Linked DNA regions of Zea mays: regions 1 and 2 are each linked to region 3. Evidence: chromatin contacts called from public Hi-C data. All regions are on one chromosome and are shown on one strand. Each heading gives the region's core, a stretch centred on a gene start, on an enhancer-like site or on the middle of the called end of the contact. The rest is flanking DNA. Distances are from core to core; before and after follow the strand shown.

Region 1 (3,124 bases), core at 240-2,739, 790 kb after region 3:
AAGGGGCCAGGGATCGGATGGACAACAGTCTCTAAGAGGGCACCCACAGGCTCTATCTCTGTCGCTACGACTCACCCGACTCACTAAGAGGAGCTGCACCTCCCCTGCTCTGAGTCAGTACAGGCCCCAACAGAAGTCGGGGCTCACGACATTCACTATGTGCCCTAACAATAATGAGATCTTTAAATGTTCACGGGAGAGCCCTTTACTATGAGGGACTCTCGGCATTCACTGAGGATGATTATAGAGATCTGTAGCTACGAATGTTCATGGGAGGACCTAATAGTGGCTAGAGCTCCCAATACTCATTAGAGGTTATGGGATTGTGCCAGGCCCTCGAGTGTTCACAGAAGGATCTGACAGTGGCCGAAAGCTCCTAGCATTTGTTGAGGATTCCAAGATAAGCGTTCACGGAAGAACATAATGGTGGCTAACAGTGTGTTTGGTTCAGCTATTGATTCCTAAAAATCTGATTTTAGCTACAAGCTATGAGGGGGCTGTTATGAGCTGATGGCTATGGGAAAGCTAAAATCTATTTGGTTGAAACAATTGTCAACTATAGATTCTATAATAGTATGATAGCTTGGCAACATGGCAGGGGGGGACCACCCTGGCCTCTCGAATGAGTCAATTCGATAGCATGATATCATCGGCAAGGGGTGATACGCTTTGTCGTGGGGGTATATGCCCACAACGCTATACCCAAACGTTGTGGTTGTAGTCATGCCCAATCTAGTGTATACAAAGCATCCTATACGAGTAGCGTGTATGGCAGTGACAATAGCTGAAGCGATAGGTGTTGCGTCATCGTCTTCCATTGGTATGAAGCCTCTCAGTCATGGAATATCAATGTGGAGTCTAGAGAGATGTTGAAAGGGATAGCATCATATATGGACGAGCATCGTGGATGGGGGATGATGAGCGAAGAGTAGATGAGAAAAATGTATAATGTTCAGGGACAACAAAGCCACATCATTGACCTCCAAAATCGAGTGTAGAGAGATGATGGCAACTTTAGCTGTCGCTAGGAGGTGTCATGGAGTGAGAGTCGAGCGACAAATTAGATAGAAAATAAAACGATTCAACCCTATAAACAGTAGTAACCGAATAATAATTTCTAAAAATCTAGATGACATAATTTTTTTTAAAAAAAGATAAAAGTATGTTCTGGATTAAACTAGAGAAATCTATAGATTCTCGTAAATCTATTCATCCCACGTAGCCTTTTGATTATGATTCCAGATTTTTTGGCTTAGGATCATCATTATGTCGTTATTGTAGGAATCTGATATTAACGTTATGATCATATAGATCCCATATTAATTGTTTCGTTACCATCGAAGGAATCGAAATGGGAACGCAGCATGAAAATCTTGCGGTGAAAACGGCGTTCACAGAGAAAGCGAAGATCAATCTACGGCGGGTACAGTCAGTGCGGTGGTCAGTCGGAGGCAGACAAGCGAAGCAGCCAAAACCACCAGCGAGGCGGCGATGAGTGAGCAATGATTCCCCTGCCAAATCGAAAAAATCTCCCTGCTAGGCTAGGCACCAAGCCAAGCAAATCCACTCGAGACCAGACCGGCGACGGCGGCCCCGCGTCCGTCGCCATCAAAGCCACCGCTGCGGTCGCTCCTCCGGGACCCCTCCTCCTCCGCGGACCACCGCCAGCGCTCGACAGCAACACGCGCACGCCCACGCGCGAAGAGTCAACAGGAGAGAGACTGGCGGTGGTGGAACTGGCAGTAGAATAAGCTTGCGTCGAGTGGGAGTTGGCGAGGCATCGCTCGCTTCCCCTCCACCCCACTCTGCCCACCGAGCGCCAGTGGAGCGCTTACTTGACTTGACCTCGCCGCCTCCTGCCCTCCCCCTCCCCCTCCCCCTGCCGGCGCCCGTTCTTTCCTCCCCTCGCCGGACGCCCACCGCCGGAGCGGAAGAGGGGGGAATGCAGCCGCCGCAGCAATACCCGCCGGCGCCCGGCTCCTGGGGCGGGGTCGCGGGGGCCAGGGCCGGCGCCACCACCGTGGATGAGGCGTCCATGGAACGTAGCAAGAGCTTCATCAAGGCCCTGCAGGTGCTCCCCGAACCCCGCATTCCTAGATCCATACACGCGCACGCACAAAAATCCTCCCTTTTTTTCTAAAAGGAAAAGGCTGTCCCTGCTCTGTCTCACCGGGGATCCGGCTGGATTTCTGCTTCGTGATGATGGCGCAGGAGCTCAAGAACCTGCGGCCGCAGCTCTACACCGCCTCCGAGTACTGCGAGAAGTCCTACCTCCACAGCGAGCAGAAGCAGAAGTGAGTCGCGTTCCCTGCTCCTGCATTTTACTGCCACACAAAGGGAGAAGGAATCACTACTACTCACTTCCTAGTCTTACCACGGCGCCCAGCCATGGTTGCTCTTCGTACAATTGCATCTTGCATGCTGTATCTAGCACTGTTTTGTCATTTCGCCTAAGGGTTGAAGGATCCAATCGAAGCGTGGGTGCAGCATGTGCTGGTAGCAACTACACCCAACTACCTATGATAGGTGTAGACGACTGAGCCAACTAAGGCAAGGACGGCAACAGGTGTGAGGAAGGGACTTGATGTGTGAGATGTGGCTAGAAAACAAACTCTACTGGCTAGAGAAAGATATAATTTTTTGGTATCATCTGGAGTTTTGGAGTTACCTGACAACTGTCCCTGTACTGTTCGTAGTCTGAATTTTGTCACTGCATTGAAATTTTAGCAACGGGGACCCCCTCTTGTAGTCTTGTTTGACAGTGCAGAATAAATTTCAGAAATATAGGGTGCAGACTTTCACATCTTTTCTTTTATTAATGATGAGTCGATAGTGTACTGAACTCGAGCTTGCAGTATATACTCTTATTTCAACACAGGACATGTTGAACTGTAACATTCAGGTCATATTATGACAGCTGAAGCTGTTAATTTATGTCAGGGTGCTGGACAACCTGAAAGACTATGCCTTACGAGCCGTCGTCAACGCGGTTGATCATCTGGGTACTGTTGCGTACAAACTGACCGATCTTTTCGAGCAGCAAGCTTCCGAGGTGTCGACATATGAACTGAAAGTCGCACGCCTGAACCAGGTAATCACACTTATCTTCAGTACTTGCATCTTG
Region 2 (3,188 bases), core at 570-3,069, 840 kb before region 3:
AACATGGAGTAGTTTAGGGCTAGTTTGGAAGTTTAAAACTCGGAGGGGATTGAAGGGGCTAAAATCCTCTTATTCAAATTTGAATACGGAGTGCATTTTAGCCTCTCCAATCCCCTCTGGATTTAAGGCTTCTAAACTAGCCCTTATTGGCTTTCCAAGGATTTTCACATGTGGGTCAGCGTTCTTGCTTGCTGCTGGCTACCTCTCTCGTGCGGCTCCGTGTAAACCTTCTGGTTTTGGCTGTAGGGGAATGTGCATGGCAGCAGCATTCGGTGAAGTGCATGTGTTTGCAGCTGTATATTCTTTGGCATGGCCTCAATCAATGTTTGTGGTCCTATTATTTTCTTCATCTTTTCTTTCTTTTTAATTGAAAAATCTCCATTCTCCATTGCTGAGCCTCCTGTTGCTGTTACTGTTAGGTATACATACTACACTCTAATGTATAAATAAAGGTGCAAGTGTCAAATGGGCCATGCAGTTGTCCAAATGTTTTTATTTTTGGATTATGTTGGTGATACGGCAGGGTTGTGGTAATGGTGGTCCGTAGCAATCTGTTGTCACGGCCCCTACCAGGCAGTGGCATCGGGCCGTTGCCTAAATGGGCGTCTGTCTTATGCATGGCCCACTGTTTTAGGTCACGCTAGTCTAGAAAGCACGGCTAAATTAGTAGGCTGGGCCGGTCCATAGCCCGGTAATCCTAGATCTACCACATCATCTATATTCAGTGTTCTGTTTTCAAATCTCAATTCAAATATGGAAATTACAGGTAGGCTACCAATCGCCATCGTCTCTTCTCAATAATCCTGCTCGTCAAATTAAAGGAAAAAAGCAGTCTTTTAAAATTTCCGGCTACCAATCGCCATCGTCTCTTCTCAATAATCCTGCTCGTCAAATTATAGGTAGGCTGTAAAAACAAATAGGGTTAAGGTTACATTACCAGCTGATACGAGGTCCAGAGGCCAGAGAAGAAGATAAAATGGTGACATGGCCCTCGACGGACGATGAATGCATCAGGACCGAGAGGCAGATGAGCATTGCCTTCCATTGCAGAATTGTATGGCTCCTTCCAGCGAATAGGAGCATTGCTTGCAGACTACATATATAGTTTATATAAATTGGCAATCCAACGAGGGCTTTTGGTTGGTCTTGACGTACGTATGTATCCGGTTTCAACTGTTACTCTGTTCTTCAAGCCAAGCCTAGTATGGGAGACGCGTCGCAGGCCCTGCGCTGCTCTCGTAGTTGTGGTCTCGTCTCTCGAGAGAAATATCTGGCTCCGGTCCGGCTGAGGAGCGGGAGCCGGTCAACGAAATGACGCGGTGGCGTTGCAGCCCCGCACGGCAGCACGCGCGACTCCTGCTCCCCGTGGAAGCGTCGCTGTTGACAAGGGCCTGCACGGACAGCACGGCTGCCCTCCATCCCATTCCCATAGATTATTATATACGTGTAAATTTCTAGTAGTAGGTTGGCGCCACGGCCTAGACAGCGGCCGCGCCGTTCCCCGATGGCCGTCCCGATCCGACGGCCATAAACCCACCCGGGCCGGGCGGCCGGGCCCGTGGCTACAGCGGCGGCGGTGGTACTGGTACGGTGGTACCTGCCGCGCTGCCGCCCAATTCTCTCCGGCTGCATCATTAAAGCCTGGGGCCCGCGTGGCATGGGTACGGGACGGGACGGGAGGTCAGGGTCACCCCTGCCCATGTCGGTCGCTGCACTGCACACCGCCACCGCGGACCGCCGGGTAGGAAACAAAAGCGCCATTTCCCAGCTCAGGCATGCAGCCCGGACCCCCCCCCCCCCCCCCCCCCCCCCCCACCACCACTCGCCTCGCCGCAGGCGGTCACGATCAATGCCGCATCCCTCCGCTGCCGGCCTGCTCACACAGCCTCCTCTTCCTCCAGTCCTCCTCCCACGCACCACGGGCGAACAAAAGCACAAAAGCCAACCCACACCGCACCACCCCTACTACCCCTAGGAAACGACGACCGCAACTACATACCAGCCAGCCGACCCGACCCCCAGCAGTCTTGCAGGCTACAGCCCCTGCGGCACCAGAGGGAGCGGCCGCGGCAGGGCGTCCTCGTCGCCGCGGCAGGGCGCTAGGGCAGGCAGGCATGCGCTGATGGAATTCACGGCCCAGGAGGGGGAGGAGCCCGTCTCGGAGGAGATGGGCGCGAGCTCCGCGCCGCCGCCCTGCCTCGGCCCCGGCCGCGGCCCGGGGAACCAGAACCACGCCGCCGAGGCGACGTACCACGAGTGTCTGCGCAACCACGCGGCGGCGCTGGGCGGACACGTCGTCGATGGCTGCGGCGAGTTCATGCCCGAGGACGCCGACAGGCTCAAGTGCGCAGCCTGCGGCTGCCACCGCAGCTTCCACCGCAAGGGCGACGCGGGGCGCCGCCACCAGCTCCTGCTGCCGCCGCCCGCCGCGGCGGTCCCGCGCGTCCCGCTGCTCCTGCCTCCGCCCCACCCCTACGCGGCCGGCGCTGCCCACCCCCACTACGCGTCGCCGCCGCTGTTCCCGTACCACGGCACGCCCAGCGGCACCACGACCGAGTCGTCCAGCGAGGAGCGTGGCCCGCCGTCCGGGTTCGCCGCCGCGCCGCACGCGCACGCGCAGGGCCACGTCCGGCGGAAGCGGATCCGGACCAAGTTCACGCCGGAGCAGAAGGAGCAGATGCTGGCGTTCGCGGAACGCCTCGGCTGGCGGATGCAGAAGCAGGACGACGCGCTGGTGCAGCACTTCTGCGACCAGGTCGGCGTCCGGCGGCAGGTCTTCAAGGTCTGGATGCACAACAACAAGCACATCGGCAGCGGCGGCAGGAGGCAGCCGCCGCCGCACCTGCCGCCTCCCGAGGGGCAGCAACAGCCCCAGCAGCCCCAGTAGCCACGGTGGGAGACAAGGCTCAGCAGTCAGCAGCACCACCACCACCACCACCATTTGCTTAATCCCCCGCCTCATTTTTTTATGGGCTCCGAGAGGGGGTGTGGGATTAAACAAGGGAAGTCAGGAGGGGTTCCTATCCTTTCTTCCCTTCCGTTTTTGGGTTCACCTTATCCTTGATTTTTTGTAGTCACTTCACGTCTTCACCATCCTCTTTTGCTTCACGATTCTTGCTTGCATATCTTTGGTTTTATTCTGTTCTTACTAGCTTGGGGGATCAATTGGAAGGAGGAGGAGGCACTGT
Region 3 (3,306 bases), core at 786-3,285:
TAGCTCCCTGGCGAACCGGACGCGCAGCGCCGGGCACGTCTTCATGCCGAGGCGCTTCACGAGGACGTGGACGCGGCCGTGGCCGGTGTCCAGGAAGCCCTCGTACCCTGTCCCGAAGTCCAGCTCCGCGACCACCTGCGACTCGGAGAAGTCGTTGGTGATGGCGACGATCTCCTTGTAGGGTATCTCGCGCGGCGTGTCCACGTGCGGGATCGCCACGGGCGCTAGCCGAGACGACGACCGCCGGCCGGAGTCAGCGGACGCGGACCTGGAACCGGTCGTCCTCCCGTCTTCCGCGGTGTGGTAGATGGTGTCCGCGGCCGCGGTGTCGTAGACGGGGTTGGAATTGGTTAGAGACGTCGCCGCCGTGCTCCTGTCGGTGGTGACGGTCGTGGCGCCGGAGTCGGAGGCCGACGACGAGGTGAGAGAGATGTACTTGGGGAGCGCCACGAACGACGGCAGACGCGGGAGGTCGCCAGCAGAGCAGCCGTCGGAGAGGTTCTCTACCACCCACCTCATGGTCGGACGCGCCCTGGGGTCGTGCAGCGAGCAGAGGAGACCGAGGTGCATGAGCCGCGCGACGTCGAACAGCGCAGAGGCGCCGTCCGGCAGCTTCGCGTCCGCGGCGTTGAGCAGCTTGCCCTCGTCCGACAGCCGCCGCACCCAGTCGAGCATGAAGATCTGGTCGTCGGGGTACGCCAGGTCGACGGCGCGCCGCCCCGTGGCCACCTCCAGGAGCACGATGCCGAAGCTGAAGACGTCGGACTTGGCGGTGCCGCCGGCGGCCCGGCGATGGAAGCTCTCAGGCGGCAGGTACCCGATGGTCCCGCCGATGCGGCTGGTGTCCATGAGCCGGAATTGGTAGTTGGCCGAGACCGCGGCCGAGGCAGATGACGACGACAGGCGCAGGGACGGTGGCGACGCCTCCGGGTGCAGCGGGTTCAGGGCGTCGTCGGCGCCCACCGCGTGCTCGAGCCAGCGGGCGAGGCCGAAGTCGCCGAGCCGTGCGTTGTACTCGGAGTCGAGCATGACGTTGCTGGTCTTGACGTCGCGGTGGATGATCTGCGTGTCCAGCTGCTCGTGAAGGTAGAAGAGCGCGGCGGCGAGCCCGGCGACGATGCGGCGGCGGCGGTCCCAGCTGAGCCGCGGAGCCGAGGCCGGGGCCGCGGCCTTGGGCGGCGCGAAGAGCAGGCGGTCGAGGCTGCGGTTGGGCATGTAGTCGTAGACTAGCATGAGCTCCTCCCCGGCGCGCACGCACCAGCCGCGGAGGCGCACCAGGTTGCGATGCCGCAGCCTGGCCACGGCCGCGAGCTCGGCCAGGAACGACTTGTCGCTGCGGGCGCCCGCGCTGCTGGCTGCGACGCACTTGACGGCCACCGTGGTGCCGTCGCTGGGCAGAACGGCGCGGTACACCCGGCCGAATCCCCCGCTGCCGAGTACCTCCGCGTCGCTGAACCCGCGCGTCCCGATGTAGAGCTCCGAGTAGCTGAATATCCTGGGCCCGCCGCCCGCGAGCTGCTTCCTGCCGGCGACGTCGTCGACCACGCCGGCGATGTCCTCGAACGCCGCCGCCTTTTCCGAAGAGTCGTCGTGCCACCGGCCGGCGCCGCGGCAGCAGGGCCGGGGCCGCCAGCGGCGGAGGCACGACAACAGGCGGACGGCCGTGGTGCGGGCGTACGACCCGGCCGTCTCGAGTTCCAGGGACGCCACCCTAGCCGGGCTGCGCCGCGCCGGCCCCTCCGGGTGGGACGCCGGTGGGACGGCCTCGTCGGCGTCCATCGGCAGCACGAAGCAGAGACGGCGCAGCGACAACGACGACGACATGGCCGGGCACCGGACAGGCAGGCAGTGCTAAATGCTAACTATGGAGTGGCTAGCGATTAGCTAGTGCAACTCCCACTCATGGTAAGCGGTGGTGGTGCGCTTAGTGCGCGTGGGGGAAGGAAATTAAAAGCGCAAGCACGGGGTGGAGGCTTCCATTCCACTGAGCGTTGGAAACCTGGAACGGATGAATTGGGATAGGGAACGGAGGTGGGTTTACGGGTGTGAAGGGACCGCCCCTGGGCAGGTGGGGAAGATGGCCAAAAGCCAAGCTCTGTGGCGTGTGCACGGCGGCGATAGTAACGTGAGCTGTGAGGTGGGCGTGCTGGTAGGTGGCTCTCTATCGCGGTTGACTTGGCATGCAGGTGGAGCCGGAGTTCCCGCCAAAAGGAAGGGGCGTCACCGTCCCGTCTTCCTCGTCTTTCACCGCCTTGCCGCGATGGAATGGAATACGTAATCGACCGCCAAAAAAAAAAAAGGAGCGTCACCCTCTGACTCATCTTTCATATCCACACTTTTTTAATCCCAATACGTACTTCCTCTATTTTAAATCAAAAACACAGGACGTTTTCGTATTTTATATAATTTTTATTATGCACTAAGATACACATGTGTTTGGATATATAGTAAAAACAGTATATTTATGTATACATAAGCTAAAAAAACTTATAGTTATAGTTTAGAACCAAGTGAATAGGAATACAAAGCGTGTCTAACCGCGAGTAATACTGATACAACAAGAGGAATAGGTTTTGTTGGGCCTGTTCACTGCTGTCGTTTGCACAGTAACTTCTCCTGATCCTCGGCCTTCAAGAAGCCGTCGAGGCCTGCACAGCCCACCTCGGGATTGGCTGAAGGCCCATCAAGCCCGCGAGTCCGAGTCGCGGCCTTCCCGTTTCCTTCCCAAAAGGGTCCTCATCGTCCTCTCCCGTCCGAGTGCCCTAGTAACCCTAGCCGCCTGAGGCCGACGCCAACTCTCTCCTGACCGCAACGGGGAACTCGCCCCCCGCCTCCGCCACCGCGCCGGTCGCCGACCCACTCAGATGAACACGTCTCCGTCCAGATACAGGTACGCTTCGGCTGCACCTGCACCTCTCTCTTCCCCCTTCAATTCCGCCGTAGAATCTTCCTTCCCCCTGACCCTGAACCCTAGTACCAACCTTTTTCTCCGGGACCCGAAACAGTCCATCCGGCTCGTCGAAGCTTCGTTCGTTAGGTTTGTCTTTCGCGTGGTGGGTGGGAAACTGGGAATCCACAGCGGTATCCGCCCCTGGTGGTGTGGTGCTCCAACGATCTGCCGCTCTATGCGATTCGTCCTATAAGATAAGAGTGCTCATGGGAAATTACCGGGCACCGAAACACCCCAGCACGATTCTGTGCTGGGTAGATTTATTGTGTACCGGTTGATTAGTTGGCAGGATTTTATTCGTATCGAAAAATATTATTATAGACAATTGATGACATAATACTGCCATTCATTCTACT

Evidence for each region. A called contact is a pair of places that touch in the nucleus more often than the background predicts.
Region 1: a contact with region 3 is called in a Hi-C map of ear, with 3 times the contacts expected there. The contact joins the promoter of LOC103635403 here to the promoter of LOC109941412 in region 3. A contact is called at or near these places in 8 of 25 Hi-C or Micro-C datasets (bundle sheath, ear, endosperm and 3 more).
Region 2: a contact with region 3 is called in a Hi-C map of endosperm, with 2.4 times the contacts expected there. The contact joins the promoter of LOC103635380 here to the promoter of LOC109941412 in region 3. A contact is called at or near these places in 3 of 25 Hi-C or Micro-C datasets (bundle sheath, ear and endosperm).

The regions. Positions count from the first base shown.
Region 1 is chr8:77,158,719-77,161,842 of Zm-B73-REFERENCE-NAM-5.0, forward strand. LOC103635403 (probable protein ABIL4) reads left to right here and starts at 1,490. Exons shown (of 9, transcript XM_008657858.4): 1 at 1,490-2,071; 2 at 2,212-2,294; 3 at 2,941-3,091. The coding sequence starts at 1,943.
Region 2 is chr8:75,533,476-75,536,663 of Zm-B73-REFERENCE-NAM-5.0, forward strand. It overlaps LOC103635380 (zinc-finger homeodomain protein 6), which reads left to right and starts at 1,820. Exons shown (of 1, transcript XM_008657844.3): 1 at 1,820-3,188. The coding sequence starts at 2,123. The coding sequence ends at 2,887.
Region 3 is chr8:76,371,065-76,374,370 of Zm-B73-REFERENCE-NAM-5.0, forward strand. It overlaps LOC109941412 (receptor like protein kinase S.2), which reads right to left and starts at 2,036. Exons shown (of 1, transcript NM_001412149.1): 1 at 1-2,036. The coding sequence starts at 1,824. LOC100282455 reads left to right here and starts at 2,755. Exons shown (of 2, transcript NR_178050.1): 1 at 2,755-2,890.